Linked DNA regions of Mus musculus: all the other regions are linked to region 2. The links are chromatin contacts, called in public Hi-C and HiChIP or PLAC-seq maps. All regions are on one chromosome and are shown on one strand. Each heading gives the region's core, a stretch centred on a gene start, on an enhancer-like site or on the middle of the called end of the contact. The rest is flanking DNA. Distances are from core to core; before and after follow the strand shown.

The links. Hi-C and Micro-C count contacts between places; a contact is called where the count stands out from the background. HiChIP or PLAC-seq counts read pairs in DNA pulled down with a chosen protein or histone mark.
Region 1: a contact with region 2 is called in a Hi-C map of cerebellum, with 1.6 times the contacts expected there. The contact joins the enhancer-like site here to the promoter of Cnr1 in region 2. A contact is called at or near these places in 4 of 39 promoter capture datasets (embryonic stem cells, hippocampal neurons, neural stem cells and 1 more), 1 of 15 datasets of contacts at CTCF or cohesin (large pre-B cells), 7 of 484 Hi-C or Micro-C datasets (cerebellum, cerebral cortex, embryonic stem cells and 2 more), 9 of 115 datasets of contacts at active chromatin or transcription factors (SST interneurons, astrocytes, craniofacial prominence and 4 more) and 1 of 9 other capture datasets (liver).
Region 3: a contact with region 2 is called in an H3K27ac HiChIP or PLAC-seq map of neural progenitor cells, with 8 times the contacts expected there. The contact joins the enhancer-like site here to the promoter of Cnr1 in region 2. A contact is called at or near these places in 1 of 39 promoter capture datasets (hippocampal neurons), 16 of 484 Hi-C or Micro-C datasets (Sertoli cells, brain, cerebellum and 8 more), 12 of 115 datasets of contacts at active chromatin or transcription factors (SST interneurons, VIP interneurons, astrocytes and 7 more) and 2 of 9 other capture datasets (adipose tissue and liver).
Region 4: a Hi-C map of the N1E-115 cell line shows a contact between it and region 2, with 9 times the contacts expected there. The contact joins the enhancer-like site here to the promoter of Cnr1 in region 2. A contact is called at or near these places in 3 of 39 promoter capture datasets (the 3T3-L1 cell line and the C10 cell line), 2 of 484 Hi-C or Micro-C datasets (the N1E-115 cell line and cerebral cortex), 4 of 115 datasets of contacts at active chromatin or transcription factors (craniofacial prominence, embryonic forebrain, embryonic hindbrain and 1 more) and 1 of 9 other capture datasets (pancreatic islet).
Region 5: a contact with region 2 is called in a Hi-C map of the N1E-115 cell line, with 5 times the contacts expected there. The contact joins the enhancer-like site here to the promoter of Cnr1 in region 2. A contact is called at or near these places in 4 of 39 promoter capture datasets (the 3T3-L1 cell line, the C10 cell line and cranial neural crest), 2 of 484 Hi-C or Micro-C datasets (the N1E-115 cell line and nephron progenitors) and 2 of 115 datasets of contacts at active chromatin or transcription factors (embryonic forebrain and forebrain).

Annotation. Positions count from the first base shown.
Region 1 is chr4:33,700,723-33,703,422 of GRCm38.p6, forward strand. No RefSeq gene overlaps it. Among named protein-coding and RNA genes, the nearest start is that of Gm33059, 79 kb to the right of the region's middle. Within about 2 kb of position 1,424, at least 8 of the 459 cell types and tissues checked have an H3K27ac peak or open chromatin away from gene starts, as enhancers often do. A contact at or near this core is called in cerebellum, where this site is marked.
Region 2 is chr4:33,923,215-33,925,914 of GRCm38.p6, forward strand. Cnr1 (cannabinoid receptor 1 (brain)) reads left to right here and starts at 1,430. Exons shown (of 2, transcript NM_007726.5): 1 at 1,430-1,944.
Region 3 is chr4:33,733,744-33,736,443 of GRCm38.p6, forward strand. No RefSeq gene overlaps it. Among named protein-coding and RNA genes, the nearest start is that of Gm33059, 46 kb to the right of the region's middle. Within about 2 kb of position 1,363, at least 67 of the 459 cell types and tissues checked have an H3K27ac peak or open chromatin away from gene starts, as enhancers often do. A contact at or near this core is called in SST interneurons, Sertoli cells, VIP interneurons and 10 more, where this site is marked.
Region 4 is chr4:34,121,796-34,124,495 of GRCm38.p6, forward strand. No RefSeq gene overlaps it. Among named protein-coding and RNA genes, the nearest start is that of Gm25623, 37 kb to the left of the region's middle. Within about 2 kb of position 1,371, at least 5 of the 459 cell types and tissues checked have an H3K27ac peak or open chromatin away from gene starts, as enhancers often do. A contact at or near this core is called in the N1E-115 cell line, where this site is marked.
Region 5 is chr4:34,150,814-34,153,513 of GRCm38.p6, forward strand. No RefSeq gene overlaps it. Among named protein-coding and RNA genes, the nearest start is that of Gm25623, 66 kb to the left of the region's middle. Within about 2 kb of position 1,323, at least 8 of the 459 cell types and tissues checked have an H3K27ac peak or open chromatin away from gene starts, as enhancers often do. A contact at or near this core is called in the N1E-115 cell line, where this site is marked.

The DNA.
Region 1 (2,700 bases), core at 174-2,673, 220 kb before region 2:
GCAAACACAGAAGTGGATGCTCACAGTCAGCTAATGGATGGATCACAGGGCTCCCAATGGAGGGGCTAGAGAAAGTACCCAAGGAGCTAAAGGGATCTGCAACCCTATAGGCAGAACAACATAATGAACTAACCAGTATCCCGGAGCTCTTGACTCTAGCTGCATATGTATCAAAAGATGGCCTAGTCGGCCATCACTGGAAAGAGAGGCCCATTGGACACGCAAACTTTATATGCCCCAGTACAGGGTAACGCCAGGGCCAAAAAGGGGGAGTGGGTGGGTAGGGGAGTGGGGGTGGGTGGCTATGGGGGACTTTTGGTATAGCATTGGAAATGTAAATGAGCTAAATACCTAATTAAAAATGGAAAAAAAACAGATATTCATATGAGAGAATAATTGTATTTTATTGTGGTATCATACATGCATTTTGAAGACAATACAAGATGAAGCTCACATTTAAACAGAAGCCCTAACTGAAAGCACAAAGCTTCTAAGAGAAAAACATGAGATAATATTATTTCAATATTGGGAGACATAAAGATCTTATATGTATTCTACAGTATGTTAACCATAAGACATAGAATAGATAAATTTGATTTTATTGAAAATTCATTTATAAAAGGTATCACTAGGAAAATGAAAACCATATCACAGATTGGGATTAAATCTTTCCAGCCCATCTATCTATTGATATACTTGTATCCAGAGTATGTCAATCATTTCACTAATCACAAATATCTGAGTTTAAAGACTGAGCAGAGCCTCAATTCACAAGAAGGAGAAGAGGAGGAGGAGGAGGAGGAGGAGGAGGAGGAGGAGGAGAAGAAGAAGAAGAAGAAGAAGAAGAAGAAGAAGAAGAAGCAGCAGCAGCAGCAGCAGCAGCAGCAGCAGCAGCAGAAGCATCTAGCTGTGTCTCATTGCAGTACACACAAAGCCAGACTGTTGGTCATTGAGGTAACTGAGACTCCCATATACTGCTGGTATAAGCTGAAAATGCCACTATTACTGTGCAGGTTTATTTGTTGATGTTAAAAAATATGTTTACTTCTTGACCTTGCAATTAAAGCCCGTTTATAGCTAGATGAAAATACATGTCTGCACACAGACCTTTACAAGGCTGCCCTTTAGGTGGCTTTATTCACATTTGTTTCCAACGGGTGACAACCCAGGTCTGTCTCCAGGTAAATGAATATCAATCTTTGCTACTGATTTATTTAACAACATGGACAATGAGGAGGGAAAATGACAGACAGAAAAGAGGACATTCTGTCTGGTTCTACTTATGTGAAAATGAGCAAACAACACAGTTCTAGGATTTAAAAAAAAAAATTAGAGCAGTGTTTGCCTCTGGGGAGGTGAACAGGCACTAGCCTGGCAAGGGTAGGAGAAACTCACTAGTCTACAGAAATACTGCGATTGGCAGTGTGCACTGGTGTGCACATTTGCCAGACCTCATTAAATATAAAATCTGTGCCTTGTGCATGTAGGAATCTTTCCAAGGAGGCCCTCATTATATCTGCCTCTTGGTTTTCACAACCCCATAGCAGGACCAGATTTGCTCTGCGTGACCCAACATTACTGCAGAAGTGGTGTTGTGACCTTGGAGCTGGCTTTGAGCCACCCTGTGGCTTCTGCCTTGGTCTCGTTTTCATGATCTTTTTTTTTTTGGATAGCTTGTTCTGGAGAAGTTGACTGCCCTGTCTTCGGCACGTCAAGGAGTCTAGCAAGAGAAGCTTAACACACACTCCAACAACCAGTGAGGCTCTGGGGCCTCCCAACCACTCAAGCAGGGATCTGGGGAATGGCTATTCTAGTCCTCAAATGACTGATGGCTCACACACCTTCATGCCGCTCCTGGAAGACATTCTCCCGGAGCCATCCAGCTAAACTGCTTCCAGAGTCTCAGCCCCAGAAACTGTGTGTATTGAAAAAAAGCTGCAAAATTTTGGCAGTAGGTAACTGATATGCTTTATATGTAAAATGTGTTTTAATTTGAAATATTAGAAAGATAAATCAGATAAGAATATATAGTGTTGGTGTATCTTTTTTGAGAGCAATATCGGATCACTTGACCACAGTGATTTGGTATATTAAGTAGGGTTATCTCAAAGATCAGGATCAATATTATAAAAGGAGACATACTACAGACTTGCACAGCCAGGCTGTAATAATGTCTGTATGCTGGGGAGGCTGAGAAGCCAGCAGCGCTCAGTCCAGTCCAGTGCTGGATGCCTGGAAGTTCCCCCAGGAGTTGCTGATTATGGGCTGAAGAGGTTGGAGTGTAATGTAAATAGTGGAAGTGGCGGCAGAGATGGGCACATGGGCTCAGGAGGGAGTGCAGGCAGGTGGGCAGCACTGCTTCCCCCCCCCCCAGCTGTCTTATATCTGACTCTCTGTTGATGATGCTGCCCACGTTGAGGGCAGCTCTTCCCTCCTCTCAGTTGATCCTCTCTGGAAAGACACTCGGAAGTGCCCATAGGTCTCCTAGGTGACCCCAAATCCCATCCCATCAAGTGGGCAGCATCAACCTCACATTGGGGTAATCTGACTATTACTATGCATCTTTCAATTTCTTCTAAGTGTTGTAGGGTGCAAAACAAAAGGTTTTAATAAAAGCAAACTGTTGGAAATATGTTTTTCCCTGTGCTCAATCAGAGACCTATACCACCCAATGTCTGAATATAGAGAGTCATAAGCTTG
Region 2 (2,700 bases), core at 180-2,679:
TCTCTCTAGTGGAAAACAGTCTCAGAGATATTCCGACAGCTAGCGCTCTGCTGGAAGCCTTTCTTCAGCTCGACCTGTAGGTAGGAAGCTTTCAGGCTTTCCTTCTCAGAGCAGTCTCTCCTCCCCGAATTCTGCAGCTTCCTCTACCCTCTATGTTGCTTCTTCCTTTAGGCTCACCCTCTGGGATCCTTGTCACCAGATTCAAAATAGGGGCCAGATACACTGAGCGTTTGGCTCTGGGTGGGGGGTAGGACGTCAGGGAGAATTGGTAAAAAGAGGCCTTGTAGGAAGCTGTTTGGGCTAGACGTCCTCGACTCTGAGCAAGGCTTAAAACGAATGCCAAGCTGCTACCTTGAGGGCCTAGGAACCTAACGTTGTGCCTACAGCTGGGCCCCTGGACCTGACTTGATGTGGCTCTGTCAGGTGGAAACCTTACGACTCGACTGGACCCAACTCTCCAGGGAGAACGAGGTCTAAAACGCAATTCAGCTGTAGCCACAACCGCCTGGTCCCCGGGGCCCGGGCGGAGAATGGCCCCCTCGGCTGAAGCTGCGGGCTGACGCTCGTGTATAGGGTTGCAATTCGCCGTGATAAATGTAAAGACCAATTAAGGTTTGATCCGTGCACACAAGAGGCAGACGGCGGAGTGGAACCAATTAACGAGCATGTCCCCTAATTCCTGCGGCGGCGGCCGGGCGCACCGCCGGTCCCCAGGCTCCCGCCCAACAAGAGCCCCCGCCCGCCGCGGATGCATCTCCCCGCGAGCAGGAGGTGCGGGGAGCGCCAGGGCTGGGGAGGGGGCGCCGGGCGCCCACAGAGCCGAGCTCGTGCGGCCACGGCTGGAGGCTGGGCGCGCCCGGGTGGTCGCGCGGGCCAGCGCGGGAGGCGCCCAGGCGACGCCGTCCGCCCCGAGGGCGGAGGGCTGGTGGCCGCGGCCAGGTAGCTGAGGACTGGAGGCGGCGCAGAGGGGAGGGTCGGGCGGAGACCTCACTTGGCCGGCCTTCCTGCCGCCCTGTTTCCGGATCCCGACCGCCCGGCGCGTGACCTCCAGTGAGGTCCTGGCAATGAGCAGCGCTGGTGATTAACGGCCCCGAGGTCGCGGGCAGTGAGGCACGCGTCCCCTTTGGCCACGCCAGGGTGGGAGGGCGCCAGGGAGCAGAGCAGGGTGAGGCCGCGGGGTCGTTGGTGGCAAAGAGTGAGGATGACACAGTGGGCGCCGAGCGCCAGGGCCGTCCCTCCTAGCCCCCGGGCCAGCGCCGCGGCGGGTACCGCGCAGCAAAGTTTGGAGCCGCGGGCGCCGCGCGCCGGTCCCTCCCCGCGCAGATCCCTTGGCGGAGTCTCTGCTGCCGCCGCTGCCAGGGCAGGACAAAGGCTCATTAACACGTGATGGGACCACGCTTCATAAATGGGACTGGAGCGAGAGCGAGCCAGAGACAGCGCGCGAGCTGAGGGAGAGGCAGGGACCTCAAGCAGGGCGCGGCGACGGGCGCTCGGGGTGGCCCAAGCGGGCGGCCCCAGGCCGGCCAGCGCGGTCAGTGGGACGCCGGGGAGAGCCGGAGAACGAAGCGGGCCTGTCCGAGCCCAGGGGAGCCAGTCCCAGGGGCCGTGGCGCACGGGTGCTAGAGGCCGGGGACGCGGGCGCGCAGACCGACTGACTTACTGACCGATCGCCGCGGGCACGCCCCGCTCCACCCCGCCCCACCGCGCCCCGCGCCGCCTCCCCTGCTCGCTCGCTGCCTCTACCTTCTCCACTTCTTTTCCGCCTCCGCCTCCTTCTGGCTCCCCTGGCGCCAGAGCCTCCCCCTGGCTCAGGCGGGAGCCTGGGCTGTCTGCAGAGCTCTCATAGAGTCTGGGGGCAAATTTCCTTGTAGCAGAGAGCCAGCCCCTTGGCTGGGCGACAGGTGCCGAGGGAGCTTCTGGCCCGTGGACCGGGGGATGCGAAGGGTAAGACCTGGCACAGTGGCGTTTGGGAATAGCTTTTCCGCCTCCCGCCCCCTCGGTACTGGCCAGTGGTCCCCTGGTGTCCTACGCGGAGTTCTTGCTCCGTGTTCCAGGAGAGCAAATCGTGCTAATATGGTGTTTACTTAGCTGTATAGTCCCAGCTTGTTACCTGTGGTCTAAGCTACTTCTGGAGGCTTCTACCATTTACAATTTACTGGATATGCACCTAGCTCTGCATACACTGATGTCTGTTTGTAGAAAATGTGTAATTGTGCATGTTTGGAAAACAGGCACTTGAGTTGATGCTTGACGTCTTTTAGCCTTATCAGAAACTAAGTCTTCCAGAGTCTCTGCACCACATGTAGAAAACGACTCAATTAAATACTAAATGTCATGTAAAGAAATCTATGTTAAATAAGGAACTTCTGATACAGAGCGATAGCTACAGCAGCCATCTCTGTTTAAGGAAAAACTAATATATATAGTATTGATACCTGTGATTGACTGTTATAGGAACATGAAACTAAGAGCTGGCACCAGACGAATGAAGTTGATGCTTTATTTTAAAAGGATGTTTCTTGGTTAAGGCTTACAAGTCACAAATGGAGCATTTCCTGAATGCAAATGTTTGCTATGATAGATGTGAGAAACTGTTGTTTGGTCATTTCAAAGTTTAAAGCAACATGCGTGTTTTTAATTGTAGTACATGGTTTATCTCTCAAAGGTTTCAAAGAGGTGAGAAAAAAATTTAATAACCTA
Region 3 (2,700 bases), core at 113-2,612, 190 kb before region 2:
CAAGCCTTCTTATTAATCTTCTGTGTTAGTGAGTGGCACCATCGTGACAAAGTAAACCAAAGCCCCCGGGCTAATTCTATGAACCTTCTTCTCAGGCTTATTCATCAGTCACAAAACCCAGTCCTTCGGGGCCTTTCAATTTTGTTACTATTTTCTTTGATCCCTTTCCCACTGCCTTGGCTTACTACATTTGACCTCTCACCTGGCCTATTCTAGCAGTTTTCTGATTGGTTCTCCTATCTCACTATACTAGGATTGATTGCAAGTGAAAGAACACTCAAGCAGACACATGTAACATAGAAATTTAAGATGCTCAGTCTGGGATGGGCATGGCACATCCTCTGACTGTCTCCTTTTCTGGCAGGCCCTCTCAATGAATAGGTTAATGATAGCTTAGTTCTAGGCTTATAGAAAATTTTTATTTTCAGCTGAAAGAGAGTCTATTCTTTAGCTGCTTCAAAAATCTCAAGGTAGGCTCTGTTTGTCTATTTACCATACCCTCTGCCTAAGTGAGTCAGGTCAAGGTGTTCTGATGTAGACTTTGTCAGCTGGGAAGGGTTTATTAACAGAATGGAGAAAGTGGATTTGGAAATCCAATTCCATGAAATATTTCTAACACAAGCTCTGCCCATGGACCTGAATGGTCTGTATATTGAACCATGCCATCCTCAGGTAAACCTTCTCTTTTTCTAACACCTTAATGTCTAAATAACATAGGTAGCTCTCTGAACAGTGTCTGCTTCTCCCCTTCCTTTGTTTCCACACTGAACTCCAAGGCTCATCTCAGAGCATCCACGAGCTAGCCCTGTCTTGATTGGCTTTCTTTTCTTTCTGGAGGGTCAACTTCTTAAGGCCAGGGACAGACACTTTGTGTTCTTAAATACACAGTTGGTACAAAGGAATATTTGTTGAATGACTGAATCAAAAAAAAAACACAATAAAAGTTAAATGTTTATTAAAGACATGGTAGAGAGGACAGATCCAGGCTGGTGATATTCAGAAATTTAAACTACATGGACAAAGAGTCAGAGGCGAACAGTCACTTTGCATGCGGCATATGACTATTATAGTAGTATTCACAGGCTACTCTGTTAATTCCTTAAGTGAAGATGATTTTAAGGGATAAATCTGACACCATTCTAACTGTTCTTTCTCTTCATGTAGCTGTGGTGGCCTGAGAACATTTCCAGGGCTGAGCTTCCATATGTTACTAACCAAGTCTGGGCAGTGAGTGGTCACTGGGAAACTGCGAGCATGGATCGCTCTGCTTCCTGAATCTAAAATGCCCCCGAGTGTGAGGTTGAGACGGAAGCAACCACTAAGCACGCAGGCTAATGGCCAAGGTCATTTTCCCAGGGAGGCTGCAGTGCAGCTGTGTCCAGTGCCCTGGGCAGGACTTGAAAGAGTGCTGGTGCCTCCCTATCGCCAGTGTCTGGGAGTAGGAGCCCCTCCTCCACGCTATGGGTCTGCTTTGAACAAGGTCCAAAGACAGCTCCCCTTGAAGAGTGAATGCTAAACAATTCCACCTTTTCCTCTAGGGGATTATTCAAAGGACATTTTTCGTTAGGACTTTTCTAAGAATTTAAGAATGGCTAAATTTGCTTTCGATCGGCTTGACGGAAGCTGTAGATAACGGGGGTTGAGGTTGGATCACTCTATCAGTTTTTGTCCTGAATTGACTGTCTCTAGAGTTCAAATCCTCCTGGAAAATGCCAAGCCTCAGTTTCACTGTGCTGAGCTAAGAATGGAACTCGGGTTTCTTAATTCCTCAGCCAGAACTCCATCTATTAGAACACTGTGCCTCTCAATTGTGTCTTAAATTAGGCATACAAATGAATTCACTCACACTCTCTCTGCCTACCAAGTTCCTGCGAGGAACTTCTCAGCACTTGGTGACACAGTTGGGAAGACTTTCCTCAGCCTCCCTGGTTAAACTCTTCACAGGCTTGGGTCAGAGAAGCTCAGATGGGAAAGCTGAGCCTCTGTGAATCTCACAAACTCTGCAGTTACCACCACATCCCCTCTCCCAGTCACCAGTCAGCCTGCAACAAAGGAAGTGCACCAGGGGCCTTGCTTAATCTGTTATCCCTGTGCAAGCTGCAGAGATTTATACAGGGAGGAAAGAAACTTGGATGAAGCCATGCATGGAGGCTCGGGGCTTGCCATACCCTTCCTGAGTGAGGCTTTAATGATTGCAGCAAATTCCCTGCACTGTTCTGACCTGGCTGCCTAAGGGAGCTTAGAGCAAAGTGCCTTCAGTTTATGATGAGTCTACCTTTGTTTGTTTGTTTGTTTGTTTGTTTGTTTATGCATTCCATTTTGGCCATTTGAAGCTTGCTGGAGAATTGGGGGGGGGGGGCACACCACACAACAAATCCAAAAGGAGAATATAAATATATCATTTGGAATCTTGCATAATATCAGCCAATGGCAACAGCAGGTTTTTGACAGGCCTGCGAACTTCCCCAAAACAACATCCTGCCAGCCTGGCTGTGATTCAGGCATGAGTCAATGCTGTGAGATGGGGTTGCTGCCAGCCGCTTCCCCAGCCGAAAAATGGCCTCTCCTCCAGGCCCTGGTAGTCTATTAACATTTAGAATCTTGCCTGGATGGGCTTGTGATTAACAGCACGCTCGTCCCCCTAAGGTAACAAATAATCTGGGGGACTCTTCTTTCATCATCGGGATAGTATTGGGACAA
Region 4 (2,700 bases), core at 121-2,620, 200 kb after region 2:
ATCACTGATACATAGAAAAATTGTGATTTCTTGAGACTTTAGTATTTATTGACATTTTTTGAAAATAAACTAAATGTAAATCCCAAATGCAGGGGCTCTATTTCTTTTCTTTTTTTTTTTTTTTTTTTTTTCAGTATATGTGGCCGATGAAAATTTTCAGGTTTAAAAAAAAAATCAGAATTTTGGAAATTTTCTGTCCACCATCATGAAATTAGAAGATTTCCGTTGTTTAAATTCTTTCTTCATGTGATCAGTATTGATGCTTATATGAATTTTTTGCTAAAAGTGAGATCTGTAGAAGCCCAGCAAGACCATTTTCTGAATGGTCAATGTATGTATTTACATAATTCCATATGAGTCAAGACACATTCCAAGTACAACCTGGACACAGCCTTTATGGTAAAAGCTCACTGACACAATGGTTCATGCTTTGTCTTAAAGAGGTTCATGGTAGTCCCAAAGAAAAATACTTTTCAGTTATCTAAGACCACTAACATACACTTCTCTTCTGTGTGGGGACTCGTGCTTCGGACACTTTAAGAAGAACAGCACATGATAACACTCTGGTTCACACACGGGCATGAGGCCCTGTTATCTACTAATCAAAAGAATAATTGCCAAAAATATATATAATATAAAACCTCCATTCTCAGTATAAAGTTTTGGCTTTGGCCACCATGACATTTGATGACTTACTGCTAATGTAAAATGAATTAATATAAAATTAATATAAAATAAGTTGTTTCATATTTTAAATACTTCTAACATCACAAATATTTATACATGTACTTGTCATAAACCTCTGTGGGCTGTTGGTAAATTTTAAGGGTTTGAGTGGTGACTTAGTTTCTACTCCTCAACTTCTAAAATGTATTGGTGTCTGTTGGCCCAGAACATGGGTCACATACAGGGTCGGATGGCTCTAATAGGAGTATACATAAATACTTTAAATTTTATAAAAGTATGTATTTTTACATTTTGAAACAGGAGATTTTGTAATTTTTAATACACCTTATGGAATTGATATAGAAATAGTGTTTCACTTGTCACAATTCTACATCTTCTCCATACATTTATTTATGCTAAAAATAAATTTAATGGAAACTGTGAAAGACTATGAGAAACCCTGGCACCAAAATAAATTTTCAGAAGCAAGTACTGCATTGTCTTATTTTTCCAGCATTGGGCTTTTTCACCTAAAAAGTTATACACTATATTCTTCTTCCTTACATACACGCTGCTTCACAATCTGCAGTAACAGTTTGAAGATCTGTTTCACTCCGAGTTTTTGTAAGCATTTGCTAGTTACACAACTCGCAAGAGTGCTTGGAGAAACAGAAGACATTACTCACCCTTTACTGTTATCTCACCTTCTGGTATCAGCTATTTCAAGCTCTTGGGTTCGTTTAAGCTGGAAAACACCTCAAACTCACGCTGTGTCAGGCACTGACTAATTATTCCTCATCCCCTTTGCAACTCGATGGAAAATGACGGTGGATCCAGTGTTAAAACACAATTCAAGGAGGAGAGAGCAGAAGCCTGCATCTCAAGAGCTGGATGCCTCTCGGATACAGACCTAGTTTTGTATTAAGGTGCTAGAGAAGTCTCTTAGTGTCTCCAGGCCTAGCTTTCCTTATCCACAAAACAAAGAGCTAAACTAAATAACCTTCGAGTTCAAAGAGTTTGATTTCAGCAGCTTCTCAGATGCCCACCTCCATATCCCCTCTAAAGGGAAGAGAACATACGATCTCCCTAAGACAGCAGCCGGCCTCCACCTTCAGTCCAACCAAAGCCGTTCTTCTGCAGTGTCGCTTAAACTTTAATTAAAAGCCAGGCAGACGTGTTGAATGGGTGATAAGACATGGCTGCCTGAGCTCTAGGATCTATGGATTCTATTTCTGGCCCTGCTGCTTTCTCAAAACACACCATGTACCCTTTTGGAAACCTAGAGTTCCGGACAACATCATTAGTCTACCTCACAAGACTGTTGTGCGAAATAATTTGCAAAAACAGCACTGTAAAAGGAGATTGCAGAATGAAGCCTAAACATGCTGAGCTTTCATACCCTGTCCAACTAATAAGGCTGCTTTTAGTTGGAAAATCCTTAAGAATATAACTACTTAATCAATATGGCACCGGCAGTCTGACAAATTAGCATGGAGCCACAGGCCAGAAACCTGAAAAAAAAATTAAATTAGTGCTTAACAGAAATTGGACTACCAGCAAGATAGTTTCTGGAAATTTAAAATCCAATTCAGAAAGCTAGAACAGAGCTCTGTCTGTCTTCAAGGACAGGTGCATGTGATAGCCAGGTCTACTCTGACAGACACATCCCTTAATCATGAGTCAATGTGGGAAAGCTAACAGGAGTGTCATCAGAGTTTTACATCCATCTGCAAGACTAACTTGCTAAATAAGCTTCATAGTGGATTTGAAAAAAATACTTCTCAAATGAAAAGGCATTGCTGTTATTATTCTATTTAACATTTTACTGTGTCATTTAAAATGGGTACTTTAAGAACTATGGGCAGGGTAGATTGTTCTCACGATTGTGTCTCTTTTCTCTATTCCTATACAAGACATTACAGAGGTTGACAAAGAACATATAACTGCGGCATCCATGCAGGTCAGAGAGACAGCTGGAGCAGTCAAGTTCTGCTGGACCTCAACTGAGAACTCTAGCACTTTTTCTGATGGCTG
Region 5 (2,700 bases), core at 73-2,572, 230 kb after region 2:
AGTCTATCCTGAAATAGGGGCTTGAGATGATGGCAACATGTATAAACAGGCAATATTGGGACTAGGAGATGCTGCATGTATGTATAGGTATATGTAGGAAATCTATCTTCTCAATTATTGTGAAACTGAAATTGCTCTAGAAACAAAGCTTATTTTAAAAACAAACAGTCCCTGAACCCCACTCCAGGCTCAAATGAGACTTACTTTACTCAAATGAGACGTACTTTCTTCGATATTTACCACCACCAAGTGAGTGCATCAGAGTCCTGAGAATCCCTGGCTAACATTCTCAGTTTTCATTAGCTCTTAGGCATAGGAGTGAGATATTTTTGTTTATTCTCCTCTCTATTCACCTAAAAGGAACATTTACTCTCCCTAAAGATCCTCTACAAAAGCAGTTATTCTTTCCTGGAAGAGAAAGGAGTTAGCCCACAGATGAGTGGAATATAAAAGTCATATCAATTGCTCATGTGTAAGAAGTTTTCACTTTTAGGGATGTAATTTTTTTTCCCCCTGATTTGGGTTCAGGACCCAACTTTGCACTTCAAGATTTATTTTTAAATCAATTGCCTTTCAAAACTGTTTTGATTGAAGTAATACTTTCTGAATTGCTGTCTGGAATTAACATTAACACTTAATTTGAATGTATGTGCTGTTACAAGGGGCAGCTGTGTCCTTAAGCTTGAGGAAGCTCTGTCCTTGTCGCTTCCCTTTGATAATGAAGTGAACTGATAGTTCACTTCCAGGGGGAAGATGGCTTTCCTTTCAGCTGCAACTGTGTGGATTTCAAATGTGGTAATTAGAACTTGGCAACTGTTGTCTCAGCTGTAGTCTATACCTCCAGGAGAGAGGAAAAAAAAAAAAACTTAGGCTTATCATAATGTCACACGCTTCTAAATTGCTAGAGATTCCATTAAATTTTCAACTGCTGCACAATAACCTTTACCTGGGCACCACGTTACTTACACACTCTCAGAGGTTTCAGAGGTGATCTATCACTCTTCATGAATATAACAGCTGACAAAGTACAGAGTACTGCGTTTGATCTTAATAGGACTTGAAAGATATTCATCAGACTGGAGTCTTGCGAAGGTTCAGCAGGAGATAACCAAATTGTGAAATGTTACGTTTGAAAAAAACAGAGATTGACAAGCTCCCAGCTAATCCCATTTTCTTGGTTTAGAGGACATTTGGTATTACTCTGATGGAAACATCTCTGCAAATGAGGATATCATAAAAGCTCTGCCTAATAAGCTGTACTGTTTCCAGACCCTCGGGTCAGACTGAAGCACTCTAGTTTCTGTTGCCATATGAATGCCAGGAGCCGGGATGGGAGTTTCAATTTCATTCCTGAGCTATAAACTCATCCTTGCTAAACAGATTCTGCTATTGTGCCTGTGCTGTGGGATGTATGTGGTCATTAGGATAGCATTGAAAGGGAAGGGAGACATGAAGTCCTGTTGAAATCGAGCGTGCTTTAGGAATGCTAGAATATTTCTAACTTGCGGTATGCTAAGCATGTGTTGGTGGGAATGTGTGTAGAACCACTGTGTCTGGACATCAAATACTAACAAATATCTTTCTGACCTTCCAGTAGAAATAAAAAGATTTTATGGTTGTCCTTTCTCAAATAATGTACATATTGAGGATTTTATTAACCCTAGACATGGACTACTAGCAAGTGGGAAGGAAATAGTGCCCTAGTGTGTATATTCAGTCATAAAATTTAATGGGGGAGCTTTTATCATTTTATGTGACTGAGGTAAGCCAGGGTGTGAAAAGTGGTTGTGGTGGTGCCTTAGAACTTGAAACTCTGATTATTTTAAATACTTTGGGTGTCATAGTGTACGGTAACCCCAACAGCAAGCACCCTCGAGCGTTAAGCAATGATATAAGCAACTCACATATACAAACCCAAAGGGACTTGACACACTGGATGCTGAACCAAGACCACCAGAAATTAACTTAGCAGGATTTAAAATCCTATATGTGGTTGGTTTTTAATTCTCATCTTGACACAATGTAGAACCTGGAAAGAGAACCTCAGTAAGGGGTTGTCTGGAACAGGTCAGCCTGTCTGGGGTTGTCTCTACTGTGCTGATTGCAGACAAAGACCTTCCCACTGTGGATCCCACCATTCCCTGGGTTACAATAGGCGTGAGGCACTTGGTCTTCACTACTCTTGAGTGTGGATGTCATAAGACAAGCTGCTTTCAGTCCCTGCTGCCTTGGCTTTCCTGAGGTGATGCAGTTGTGAGCTACAAACATCCTTTTTTTCTCTCAATTGTTTTTTGTCAGGGTATTCTATCACAGTAACTGAAAGGAAAGTAGAACACTATGTTTGTTTGTTTGTTTGTTTGTTTGTTTTAAAGCAACCACACAAATATAGACGAGAAGAACTGACTAGGATGCATTTTCTTAGAAGAGTATCTTAGACTGAGGGCTGTTTGTGCATGCTCTAATGTTAAAGCTGATTTAAAGCAATGTATAACTCTTTGGTAGATTATAGCTGACAACGCACTCACACATCTATTGTCTTATTTATTTTCCCTAGTATACTGAGATAAGTGGTTTAATTTCTAAGCATGAATAATGGGAATATGGGGTGGTAAGATGGCTCAAAGGGGACAGACTTATACTCAAGGCTCCTGACCTGAGTTTGATCCACAGGATGCACGATAGAAAGGGGAAACTGTACCG